Linked DNA regions of Arachis hypogaea: regions 1 and 2 are each linked to region 3. A link is a contact called in public Hi-C data. All regions are on one chromosome and are shown on one strand. The core of a region is the stretch at or near the end of the contact, and the rest is flanking DNA. Distances in the headings are between cores, read along the strand shown.

Region 1 (4,081 bases), core at 236-2,735, 130 kb after region 3:
AATTCTATATTTTCTTTTTAATGAAATAAATTTTTTTCGCTTTTAAAAAAAATTATCACAATAAACATGAAACACAAAATTCATTATCAACCTAATTATTCAATATTCTTGTAAAATAATTTTTTTACTCGCCTTGTCTCGCACACACCCAACTTTTCTTTTATCTCTGCCAATCGACACGGAATAAAAAGACTAAGCGATTTTTTATTTGTAAATTTCACCAGTGCCTTTCGCTTTTCTTAATTTTCCTAGAGTAACGCATTAGAATTAAAAAACTTTCTTCACCATAAAAAATGACATTTCACTACTAATTCAATGGCTTAGATGGGTATACATAGCCAAGCACTATATACATATAATATATTACACGTAAATTGCTCCAACGATTTATATCCAGACTTGCTTCCACGAAAACAACTGCTGCAGTTTCTATAGACTTATAAAAAAATTCATATGCGTCTTGGTATTTAGAAATATGTAATTGAGTAAATTTTTCCTCCATTTAATTTATTTAAGTAAATTGTCCTAAAAAATATTTATAAATAAAATTAATTTCGATTAGTTAAATAGTCAATTTATTTATTGCTTAAATAAATATCAGTAGTTCAAATTTTACATTATGTGTATGATAATTTATTGGTCAACGATAAACTTTTAAATAAAACTCTGATTTACGATAAATTAATTTTTAGCATGTCTAATTGAAAAGTACCATACTAACAATAAAATCTTAAATATCTTAAATGAAATTTTTAATTTATAGTAAATTAGTCTTTGACATTTCACACTTAAAGATATCATAAAAAAATAGTACTAATAGTTGATGTACCCAAAAAAATTACTGTCGAATATAATATCATTGTTATTATAAAAAATTTGAATACTAACAATTTTGATTATAAAATATATAAGCTAACCTAATATCCACCAAGGATTAGGCTTAGCCGATTGAACCTATCCCCCTTAAACACCCTCTAATAATGATGGATGGTTTTGTTAAAAAAAAAAAGGTAGTTTATTCAGTAATAGTGATGAACTAATTAAAAAGAAGAAATAATCAACCAAAGTATTTATTGAAAGCCAAATTTCATAAAGTTGATGTTGATTTCATTATTGGGTAATGGGTTGTGGGCTGTAACGCATACTATTGCACTTAATTGGCAAATTCTCTAAGGTCTAATAATAGCTAGCCTCATATCAGAATGCTATATATAGTATAGTATATAGATCCATATATAAAAGACAAAAATAGCATGCATCAAAATCCTATCCATTGTATTTTTGTCAGCCCATTTCTATTTTTTGTTTTCTTTCTAATGGGCTTGGTTGGACAATCTAAATAAAATAAAATAAAATAAGATTGAGGAATAAATTGACGGTTGTAAGGTCTCGCTATTTTTATTTTAAGACTATAGCCATATTTAGTTAGTAACAATTTGTGGTGAAGAAAAGATTCAGGAACAATAATTTTGCGGTTTAGTTTTAGTGGCCTCCTAATTACCCGGCAAGGAGGTTTTGAATTGGATTATAAAAACCCCTGGATTATTCAATTGATTTCATGTTTCATCAGTGCTTTGTTTCTTAGGTGATTTGGTTCTGTATTTTTCTTGAGATACAATAAAAATGGCAACCGTTGGTATGATCACTTATTAATTTTATTCATTGTCTATAACACACAGTTCCGTTATTTTTATATTTCTTAATTAGGTACAAGTTTTAATGTGATGTTTGCATTTTTTTCATGGATCTCTCTCTCTATATATATATAGAAGTTGCAAAGAACATGGGACAATCATCAGAAACCAATGATGAATCATCCAAGGGATTTGATGCTCCAGACACCAATGCATTTGGACATTCATTCAGGTTGCAATTCCATTTCCATTATTAATCTCCTTTAATTTTACTTTTTCAATTTAACTCTTTTAACTTGAAATTTTTTGTTGAACATTTTGGCAGGAGCTATGATGCTGAAAGTGAAAGGCAAAAGGGTGTAGAGGAATTCTATAAGCAACAACACATCAACCAGACATATGACTATGTAAGAAAACATGCATGATGTTTCTTTCAATAATTTTCATCAAAATATATTTTGATTTGATGCTGACCTAAATTAATTGTATAGGTGAAGAAAATGAGAGAGGAGTATGGGAAATTCAACAAAGGAGAAATGAGTATATGGGAATGTTGTGAGCTTCTCAATTCAGTGGTGGATGACAGTGATCCTGATTTGGATGAACCTCAAATCCAGCATTTATTACAATCTGCTGAAGCTATTAGAAAAGATTTTCCCAATGAAGATTGGATGCATTTGACTGCTCTTATTCATGGTATATTTATACATTATTAAATTCTAATATTCAATTTGGTTCCCATGCATATATTATTTATTCTCTCATATATTAATACTAATGTTTAAAAATAAAGCCATTATTATTATTATTATTATTATTATTATTATTATTATTATTATTATGCTGATATTAATTATTGGCGGGTTTCAGATCTTGGAAAGATCCTTCTTCTTCCTCAATTTGGTTCACTTCCTCAATGGGCCGTCGTTGGTGAGAAAATTATTCTTTAAAATTCATAAGTGATAATTATAACAATTAATATAATTAAAGAAAATTTTTTTAACACATATAATTATCATCTAATTTGATAATTATATCCGATTCTGGTTATGAGATCGTTCGAGACAATTCAATCGTTGTTTCAAGCTCTTTCTTTTAACGGTGTTTAGATGTAAAATTAGATTTATAATAAACATAAGAAAAGTAACTCTAGCCTTAATAAACCTTTTTTCTTAAAAAAATATTTCCCTTATTTTTGAGATTTAATTACATATTTAATTTGCAGGTGACACATTCCCGGTTGGGTGTGCTTTTGATAAGTCAAATGTTCACTATAAGGTGAATAATTTTGTCTAAGAATCCCATAAATGATACTCATTATATATTTTTCATCTCAAATTATGAATTATTATCTAACACACATTTCCAATATTGTTGCTGCAGTATTTCGAGCAAAATCCTGATTTTCACAACCCTAAATATAACACTAAAAATGGGATTTATGAAGAAGGATGTGGACTAGACAAAGTAATGATGTCATGGGGTCATGACGATTACATGTACATGGTGAGAGTCTTATATAAAAAAAAAATATATCAAAATAATTTTTTTCATATTTTTTAATCAATTATATTGCACTTTTTTTTTTCTTTGCATGTTGTTTATGATATATAATAAATGGTACTTTTATTTGGAATATGCAGGTTTGTTTGGCAAATGGAACTACTTTGCCTCCACCAGCATTGTTCATTATCAGATATCACTCTTTCTACCGTAAGCATTTTTTTTTTTTTAATCAAATTCTATAAACTTCTTCTATGTAAAATTGTAACAATAATTCTCAATATCCAGAAAATATAACAGCTTAAATGTATAAATTTATTTGCAGCTTTACATAGGGAAGGAGCATATAAACAATTCATGAATGAATCAGATCATGAGGGTTTGAAGTGGCTCCATACATTCAAGTTAGCATCCATCTTATTTTCAATTAATAAATTCTACATTTTCATTTAAATATTTCTTTTCCCATTTATCACATAATAATAAATTAAATTTTTTTTTTATAGCAAATATGATCTCTACAGCAAGAGCAAAGTCAAAGTTGATGTTGAAAAAGTCAAGCCTTATTACATGTCTCTCATTAACAAGGTGAATAATTTGATTTGGGTCGGATGGTATTAATAATTTCTTCAATTTTATTCTTGTTCATTATATTCTCAAAATCTATGGTCCTAATTTATTATTATTTTTTTTTGGCAGTATTTCCCAGAAAAGCTTAAGTGGTGAAAACATAATTACCACCAGGGACTGATCGAATTTGCCTTCATGATTCAGCTTTCTAGCTATTCATCTTTGTTTCCAGCATGGTTGAGTGTCATATATTTCTAATGTCATTTAATTCCTTGTAAGAAATAACAATATTAATATAAATAAATATATATATCATATTATATATATCTATTCTAAAGTTGCACTTTTTTTCCTTATATTTATTATACTTTCGA
Region 2 (3,926 bases), core at 1,201-3,700, 200 kb after region 3:
GGACAGGTCAAGCTAAGGATGCTGCACATCACAAATTTGATTTCTCAGCAAACTGAAACGGAAACTTATTCTTTAATTTCCTCTAAATTATGGTTAAACAAGTTTCACATGTAAAATCCGGTTTTTGACTAAGAAAGACAGAAAGTGTACTTTCTAAAACAAACTATTGTAGATATTTCTAAATTAGGTATTTTATTTATTTTTTTTATTTGTCACTTTTTTGAATTCATAATTACCATAAAAATTTGAAGTTAAGAATAATTTAAGAATAATATTACTGAACAAAGTCTCACAATTATATGCAAGAATTTCTCCTAATCCTTTTTTTTCTATATTCCCTCTTTTTAAAAATAAGTGTCTATTTTATCCTATATATATTTAAACAAATACTTGTTTAGATATAATTTTTTTAATGAATTCAGAATATAAGAGATATTTAATTTAAAATAATGAAAGAAAATAATGAACAATAAAGAAGCATCTACTATTTTGGTTGTAATCCAATTTTGAAGGAAGATTTTAATAGATACCTATTATTAATTTAAAAGGGGGTAAATTACTAAAAATAGACCTCTAATTTTATCGTTGGCAAAATGCATTCGAATTTTATTATTAACAAAAATATTTTTAGATTTAAAAATATTTTTTATAAGTGATAAATAACTTTTGTATTTGACAAACTGCTTATGCATTTGATCCAAAATTTTATAAAAATTTTCAAATAACTGTTTAAAAAATATACACAAAAAATAGGATAAAAATATATTTTATTTTATTTTTAAAAATATTATTCGTTGTTAAGAAAAAATCTCAAAAAAATTATATACTTAGCAAAAAATCACCGAATTTTAAAAATAAAAATATATTTTTTAATCATTTTTGTAAAAAATTATTTAAAAATTTAATTTCTAAAATATTTTTCAAGAACACATATTTAATATTAAACATTTTTATCATATTTTAAAATTATTTAAGAATATTTTTGTTAATAAAAAGATTAATTATCGAATTTATTTTTTCGTCAAAAAATTTGACGGTAATAAATGACGCAAAACAACAATTAAAATGGCGCATATCTTATCGCCAATTTTTGCCTTAAAAAATCTAATGATAAAACAACAATTGTAAAACGATGTGTTTCATTTTAAAAAAAAAAAAATCTAATTTATCGTCGAATTTTGCTGCCGAAAAAATATGCTCATCTCCTCCCTCGATCTGTTCAAGTCCTTTCCCGGAACCGCCGTTGAGCTTCCACCATCAACCATTCTCTCTTCCCCAATCACGTCTCTGTTGCGTCGGTGTATTTTCCAACGAGACCACTATCTGCCACCACTCTCCTCCTTCGGGTAACCCACATTTATAGAAATTATTTGACAATATGACAAAAATAAAGATTCACTAACTCTCTTCCACAAATAAACACGAACGAAGGTAAGAAAAAAAGTTATTGTCTCACGAAATACTACCGAATCCTCGTTATATATAAATTTATAATATAATTGTTCATTCTATTTATATAAAAACATAAAATTAAAATTTTAATTATTATTAATTTTGTTAACATGAATCTAGGTTACAATATCATAAAAATGCGATAAACAATACAAAAAATTTTATATTTTAAAATGATTGGCCTTGAATAATAGAGAGAAATGAGCGAATAGTAACTATTAAAAGATCTGAATTCTGAGGTGCTTACCAACCAATAATAGAAAAGAATCTTCAATAAGAAAAGGAAACGAAATATGACAATGACAACCAGCCACAAAAGAGAAAAGTAGAAAACAAACAAGCCCATATTTTATTATTTTTATTGTTTTTTAGGCACACACGAAACTATGCGATTTTTCACTCAAATAAAATAAAAAAATTTATTATTTTTTAAAATCTTATTTTTTAGTTTTAATTTTTAAATATAAAACTCAAATTTTTAAGTTATTATCATTATATCCAAGAGTACATATAAGTACATAGAAATCCAGAAATAACAAACATGACTTTTTTAATGGTGGCAATAACAATCATTTTCATAGTCTTCAAAAATACACATAAGTACAAAAATAAGTCATATTTAATAAAAAAAATTTTTATTATAAATAAAAAATTTACTTTTCAATAAAAATATAACTTATTTTTTGAGCCGATAATAATAGCTGTCATTATTCATTGTGAAGTTTAAAAATTTGAGTTAGCAACTTTTTTTTTTAAATTTAAAATGGAGTTAGCCAGAAATTAAGCGAACTCTATAAAAAAGTTATAGAGTTTGCTAGTAAATACGACAAACTTGTTTTAAATAAAAAAAAATTCGTATTTAAAAAATTAAAATTAACAAATAGATTTTTAAAAATAATAATTTTTTATTTTATTTTATTTTAAAAAAAATCTCAAAACTATGTGACATTGACCCCTTCTACGCATATAGAATATTTTCGTAGTTTTTACGAAAATATAAACTAATAAATCACCACTGGAATCTTTTTAAACCTTCATTAAACATAATGATGCAGCATCCAATTATATATTCAAGCTAAATATAAAGATATTTAAGAGTTTTAACTTTTAAAGCAATTGATATTTTAAATTTTAAAATATCCGTGACTTTAAAATTAAATGTATTTAGACGTAATTTATTTTTAGATTCATGAAATTTTAAATATACGAAAGAGTTGTAAGATAGTTAGATAGCATGATCAGCTGGGAATTGTGATTTTGAGTTTTTCCAAATCCAACCAACAACCACTGGAGTGTGATATATATAAGCTCTTGTTTTGTTGACCTTTGTTTGCAGTAACAGCATGATGGATTCTTCCCCTTTCTTGGGAACCGATTCTTTCCCCAGTAACAATCTTAGAAAATGCAAGATTCTTCTCACCTTCCTTCTAACCCTTGTGGTCGCTCTCAGCTGTTAGTTCTCTCTCTCTCCCTCTCTCATTTTCCCTATTTTGTTGGAACTTCCACTCTCAGATTGTTGTTGTTGTTTATGTTGTGAATCAATTCTATGGATAAAAAGTTTGATTCTATCATCTGTTTGAAAAAAAGTGTGTGCTGAGTACCCAAATTATATGCAACCGTTCAAAATTCTTTCTTGAATTTCTCATTTTCACTGCTCAGTGCTCACCATATTCATTCATGCCAGGGAAACTCAAAGCAGAATGCTTTTCAAATTGGATTAGATTTTATGAATATTCAGATTAATGATTACTTGCAATCTAGCATAAAATTTAGTTTAGATACCAGAGACAAAAATAACCCTTAGTTTGTAAAAATTAAGATTCTATGAGATATATTATGAGTTTAATTTTGTTACATAGTGGGTCCATCACATCCACTTTTTTGGATGACTATTCATGCGATCTGAAAAGTAGTTACAACAATAGGGCATCAAAATTAAATCCATGTTATATACCTAGAAATGTAGTTTTCTCATGCTGCCACCAAAATGACTAAGAATCACAAATAGAAGAGAAGCAGAATCTAGAAAAATGATGCAGATTTGAAAGTGACTAGTATTTTGAACTCTATGCCCTTTGACCAGCTTCAAACTTACTATATTTGCCTAATCACACTATTCTTCTTCAGTTGTTGGGTTTGCATTTAGAGGCAGCATAAATTTTGAGGTTGTACCAAGGTTTGAAAGTTCTAATGAAGGTGCATTAAGAAATCAGGCAGACATTGTTGAATCAGAACATGGAGTTGTTGCAGCCGATGATGCGCGGTGTTCAGAGATTGGTGCTTCAATGCTTAGGCAGGGTGGCCATGCTGTTGATGCAGCAGTGGCAACTGCATTATGCCTTGGTGTTGTTTTCACAGCTTCAAGTGGCATTGGAGGCGGCGCTTTCATGGTTGTCCGGTCTTCTTCAACCTCTCAAGCCCAAGCTTTTGACATGAGAGAAACCGCTCCTTCACATGCTTCAAAGGTTTGAGTT
Region 3 (4,030 bases), core at 666-3,165:
GACTCAACTATTATATCATCTTCACCCACTTTTTCAGTTGGACCAACAATATGGTAGGTGCCCTCAAATTCCTCTTCGCTTTCACTGTTATAAACAGTCCAGTCGATGTTAGCCTCCGGTAAATCAACCTCAACTAATTCTTCAAACTCAACATACAATTCGAGAATAGACACTTGTGCCCGTGTTTGTTGGTAGATCGAAAACATTCCTTGCATACTTCCTTCGTCAACCACATTCATCATTTGAAACTGAACGAAACCACCGAACACTAAAACAGGCTGTCTATAAAAAATATTAACGACTCTCTTTAATACTTGATTATCACCACATTGACAAAGTATACTCTTAAATTCCTCGTATGTTATTGCAAAAGGAATAACAATATCACGTGGATTCTCACAAACAAAACTCACACCCTCAGATGTTTGGGGAAAGATTTGACCATTATAATACATTTTCAAACTAATACCTCTCTCCATTTTTATACTCTTACATTCTCAAAAAAATAAAACACTCTCACACTCAATCAACCTAATACCGTTCCTCCTTTTATAGTATTTCAATTATAATTTTTTATTTACGAAAATACAATACGCAATTTGCGGATTAACAATACGCAATTTGTGTTTTTGCAATTCGCAGTCTGTGGATTGACAATACGCAGTCTGTGTATTGACAATACGCAGACTGTGTATTGTCCCTTTAATATTAAAAAACACAATACGCAGACTGTGTATTGTCCCTTAAATATTATAAAATTACAATCCGTCCTTTGCGTATTGTCCTCATGGCTGTGGCAGACAGAATCTGCTCCTGACAATTCGCAGAGTGCAAATTGTCCCGCCGCCAATAATTTTGCAAAACACCCTCACTTCCAATATTGAGGCATTACACCAGGTTTTTTTACAATAACTAAAAAAATGAACCTGAAAGAAAATGTGTATGCTGAACATTATTATTGTAAATGAAATGACAAAGAGAAACATGCATATATATGTAAGTCAATTGTGAGTTGGTGACATAATTCCTCGTCCGACAACTCTATCGTCATACTCTAGATCATAGGTCCTAATTACTAACTTTCTTAATTAAACCCATTTGATAATAAAAATAAAATAATGCTGAATTCTACGTATAGTTAGTACTTAGTAGCAGGTTTCGAAATTTTAGGGTCCATTCCAATTGCTTTACGTAATTAAACTCCCTTTTTGTTATGGCTAAGAGTACTTTTTTTATATCAATCTTATTTTATCCTTAATCAGGATGAAGAATCAAAAGTAGGTGATAGGAATGCATGCCTTTCTCATTTTTATTCACTAACTTATTAGAATCATTTCCCTGTCTGGTTTTAGACTAAAACTAAAAATTTAATTCATTCGGTACCTTTAGAAAGTAAAAATATAATAAACTAAAAATTTTGGAAATAAAAAATAAAAGTTTAACAATATTTTTTAATTTAATCTCTTTAGTACCTTTAAAAAGTAAAGATAAATATTTTTTCATATGCATATTTATCTTACTTAAACTAAATAACATACTAAAAAATAATTTAATATTATACCCTTTGCATCAATCATAATGTAGAGGCTTAATTTAATTTCAGCCTGATTTTTTCCGTCTCTCTTCCAAAGACAGCATAAAATATAAAGTCACTCATTCTTATTTTTTGTGTATAACCCTAATTGTTATACTAATAAAAAAGTTAATTTATTTTACACATGCATCTAATTAAATAATCTTAAAATACTCATTAGAGCATTAAAATTACTCGTAAAAAATAAAAAGTTTTGTAAACAATAATATTCATGTTCTAATTGTTTTCTTGATTCTTTTATTGAAATAATATTCATAGAGGACTTCCAATATCTTTAAATTTTACAACATTAAAATGAAATGCCAATGCTCCATTATTGTTAACTTACATAAAATTTTAGTGCTTATTACATCTTGGTTTTCAGCATTTCAGGGGCTGGTTTTGTTCAAAACCAGCAACTCACATCCAAGTTGCCAGTGTTTGACTTAACGCTACTCTCACTGGTCTTATTCAATCACAACCATTTTAATACTTTAGTTCATTAAAGGACAAAAACAAAATTAGTAGTTCGTTCATTAGTTAATTAAAACCAATTAGCTGGCTATCTTATTTGACTTGACTGCACAACATTGACCAATATATACATAATTTGTTCATTTACCAGCATCACAAGGCTTATCTTCTATTCAATGTCCAGAAACATGGCCAATTCCTCAACATTCTTCTTATTGTGGATGCTTTGTAGTGTTGCTCTTGTAATCTTCATTCAGGCACAACAACAAACAGGTTAGCGTCATAACAATGTAATTAGAGTGAGACTAAATTTTACTCTTTCTGCAACACTATTATTGGACATGTTTGTGTTCTATGATCTTTGTTCTTGTTCATCATCTTGGAATACTGTATAAAATAACTTTGAGTGCGGATTCAAGCCATGAAATCAGCCAACTGATGTAATTATCAGGTTAAGCTGCCTACATTACACCCTTTGGTGCAGCACTTTCCTGAACCTTGCGTTAAGGTGGAATGCTTGTGCACCATGCTGCTTTTATATGCATAAAATGTGGTCTAGGAGCATTTCATGGTTTTACTTTTAAGGCTTTCATATCTCAGATTTTTGCATGCATGTCAATTGGGGTGCTTGTGTTTTTCAGTTTCTTAATCTGCTTTGTCTTTCTGATTTTAGGGTTCATAAGCATTGATTGTGGTAGTCCTGAGAATCTTCCATACACAGATGATGTAACAAATATAAAGTATAGCAGTGATGGATCTTATATACAAACTGGTGTTAACAAAAACATCTCCACTGAATATGCATACCCGAAAAATCCCAATTTGCCAGAGCCACTCTCTGATCTCAGAAGTTTCCCTCAAGGAGTGAGGAACTGTTATGGCTTAATTGCTGGAAGAAAAGGCAATTTACATTTGATCAGGGCTTCCTTCTTGTATGGAAACTACGACGGCAAAAACAATCTCCCTGAATTCGATCTTTATGTCGGCGCCAATTTCTGGTCATCGGTGACATTTAGAAATGCTTCAGAGGAAGTTGTATTGGAAATTATCAGCATGGCAGAATCAGATGTTACTAATGTTTGTCTTGTAAATAAGGGAAAAGGAACTCCTTTTATCTCAGCATTGGAACTTAGGCCTATTTATAGTCCTATTTATAATGCAGAGTTTGGTGAATCTTCTTCTTTGTTACTTTTCAAAAGATGGGACATTGGTTCAATAATCAATGCAAGCGGAAGATATCAAGATGACGTCTATGATAGAATTTGGTCTCCTCATGATTCCCCCTCTTGGGATTCTGTAAAAACTTCTTCAGAAATCAATGTCAATGCTAATGGTTATAGAGCACCGTTTGAAGTCATGAAGAATGCTGCTAGGCCTAGGAATAACAGCGATTCTTTGGAACTTTCTTGGACCCCAGATGAACCGAATTCAAAGTTTTATGTCTACTTGTACTTTGCTGAATTGGATCAGCTTCAGAAAACACAGTTGAGGAAGTTTACTATATCTTGGAATGGATCTCCCTTGTTTGAACCTTTAGTTCCGCACTACTTATATGCAACCGTTGTTTCTAATTCGAAACCATTGGTGGCGAATGAACATCATGTTTCTATACAGAAGACAAAAGATTCAACCCTTCCACCTATTCTTAATGCAGTTGAGATTTATGTTGTAAGAGAGCAAGACACAATTCCAACACTTGAACAAGATGGTATGATGTGAAAGTGCATCTCAAATGTTTTCTTATTTTGTGATTATTCTTAAAGTAAATTTAGTTTCTATTTATACACAGTTGATGCTATGGTGGACACTAAAGAAAGATATGGAGTTCAAAGAAATTGGGTTGGCGATCCGTGTGAGCCAAGGAACTACTCTTGGGAGGGCATAAGATGCAACTACAGCGCTTCACTTCCTCGCCAAATTATATCACTGTGATTACTCTCTAGCTCTCTGCATACCATGTTCCTTATTTCATATTTTGGCTAG

What was found. Hi-C and Micro-C count contacts between places; a contact is called where the count stands out from the background.
Region 1: a Hi-C map of an unstated tissue shows a contact between it and region 3, with 10 times the contacts expected there. The contact joins the promoter of LOC112802046 here to the promoter of LOC112802044 in region 3. A contact is called at or near these places in 4 of 8 Hi-C or Micro-C datasets (leaf and an unstated tissue).
Region 2: a contact with region 3 is called in a Hi-C map of leaf, with 5 times the contacts expected there. The contact joins the promoter of LOC112802049 here to the promoter of LOC112802044 in region 3. A contact is called at or near these places in 2 of 8 Hi-C or Micro-C datasets (both in leaf).

The regions. Positions count from the first base shown.
Region 1 is chr5:94,961,793-94,965,873 of arahy.Tifrunner.gnm2.J5K5, forward strand. LOC112802046 (inositol oxygenase 4) reads left to right here and starts at 1,486. Exons shown (of 11, transcript XM_025845041.2): 1 at 1,486-1,636; 2 at 1,770-1,866; 3 at 1,960-2,041; 4 at 2,126-2,330; 5 at 2,505-2,564; 6 at 2,860-2,912; 7 at 3,018-3,140; 8 at 3,278-3,347; 9 at 3,463-3,541; 10 at 3,644-3,725; 11 at 3,837-4,031. The coding sequence starts at 1,624. The coding sequence ends at 3,863.
Region 2 is chr5:95,031,381-95,035,306 of arahy.Tifrunner.gnm2.J5K5, forward strand. LOC112802049 (glutathione hydrolase 3) reads left to right here and starts at 2,451. Exons shown (of 7, transcript XM_025845043.3): 1 at 2,451-2,904; 2 at 3,580-3,917. The coding sequence starts at 2,796.
Region 3 is chr5:94,829,024-94,833,053 of arahy.Tifrunner.gnm2.J5K5, forward strand. It overlaps LOC112802044 (probable LRR receptor-like serine/threonine-protein kinase At4g29180), which reads left to right and starts at 1,916. Exons shown (of 12, transcript XR_011882265.1): 1 at 1,916-2,320; 2 at 2,721-3,755; 3 at 3,837-3,975.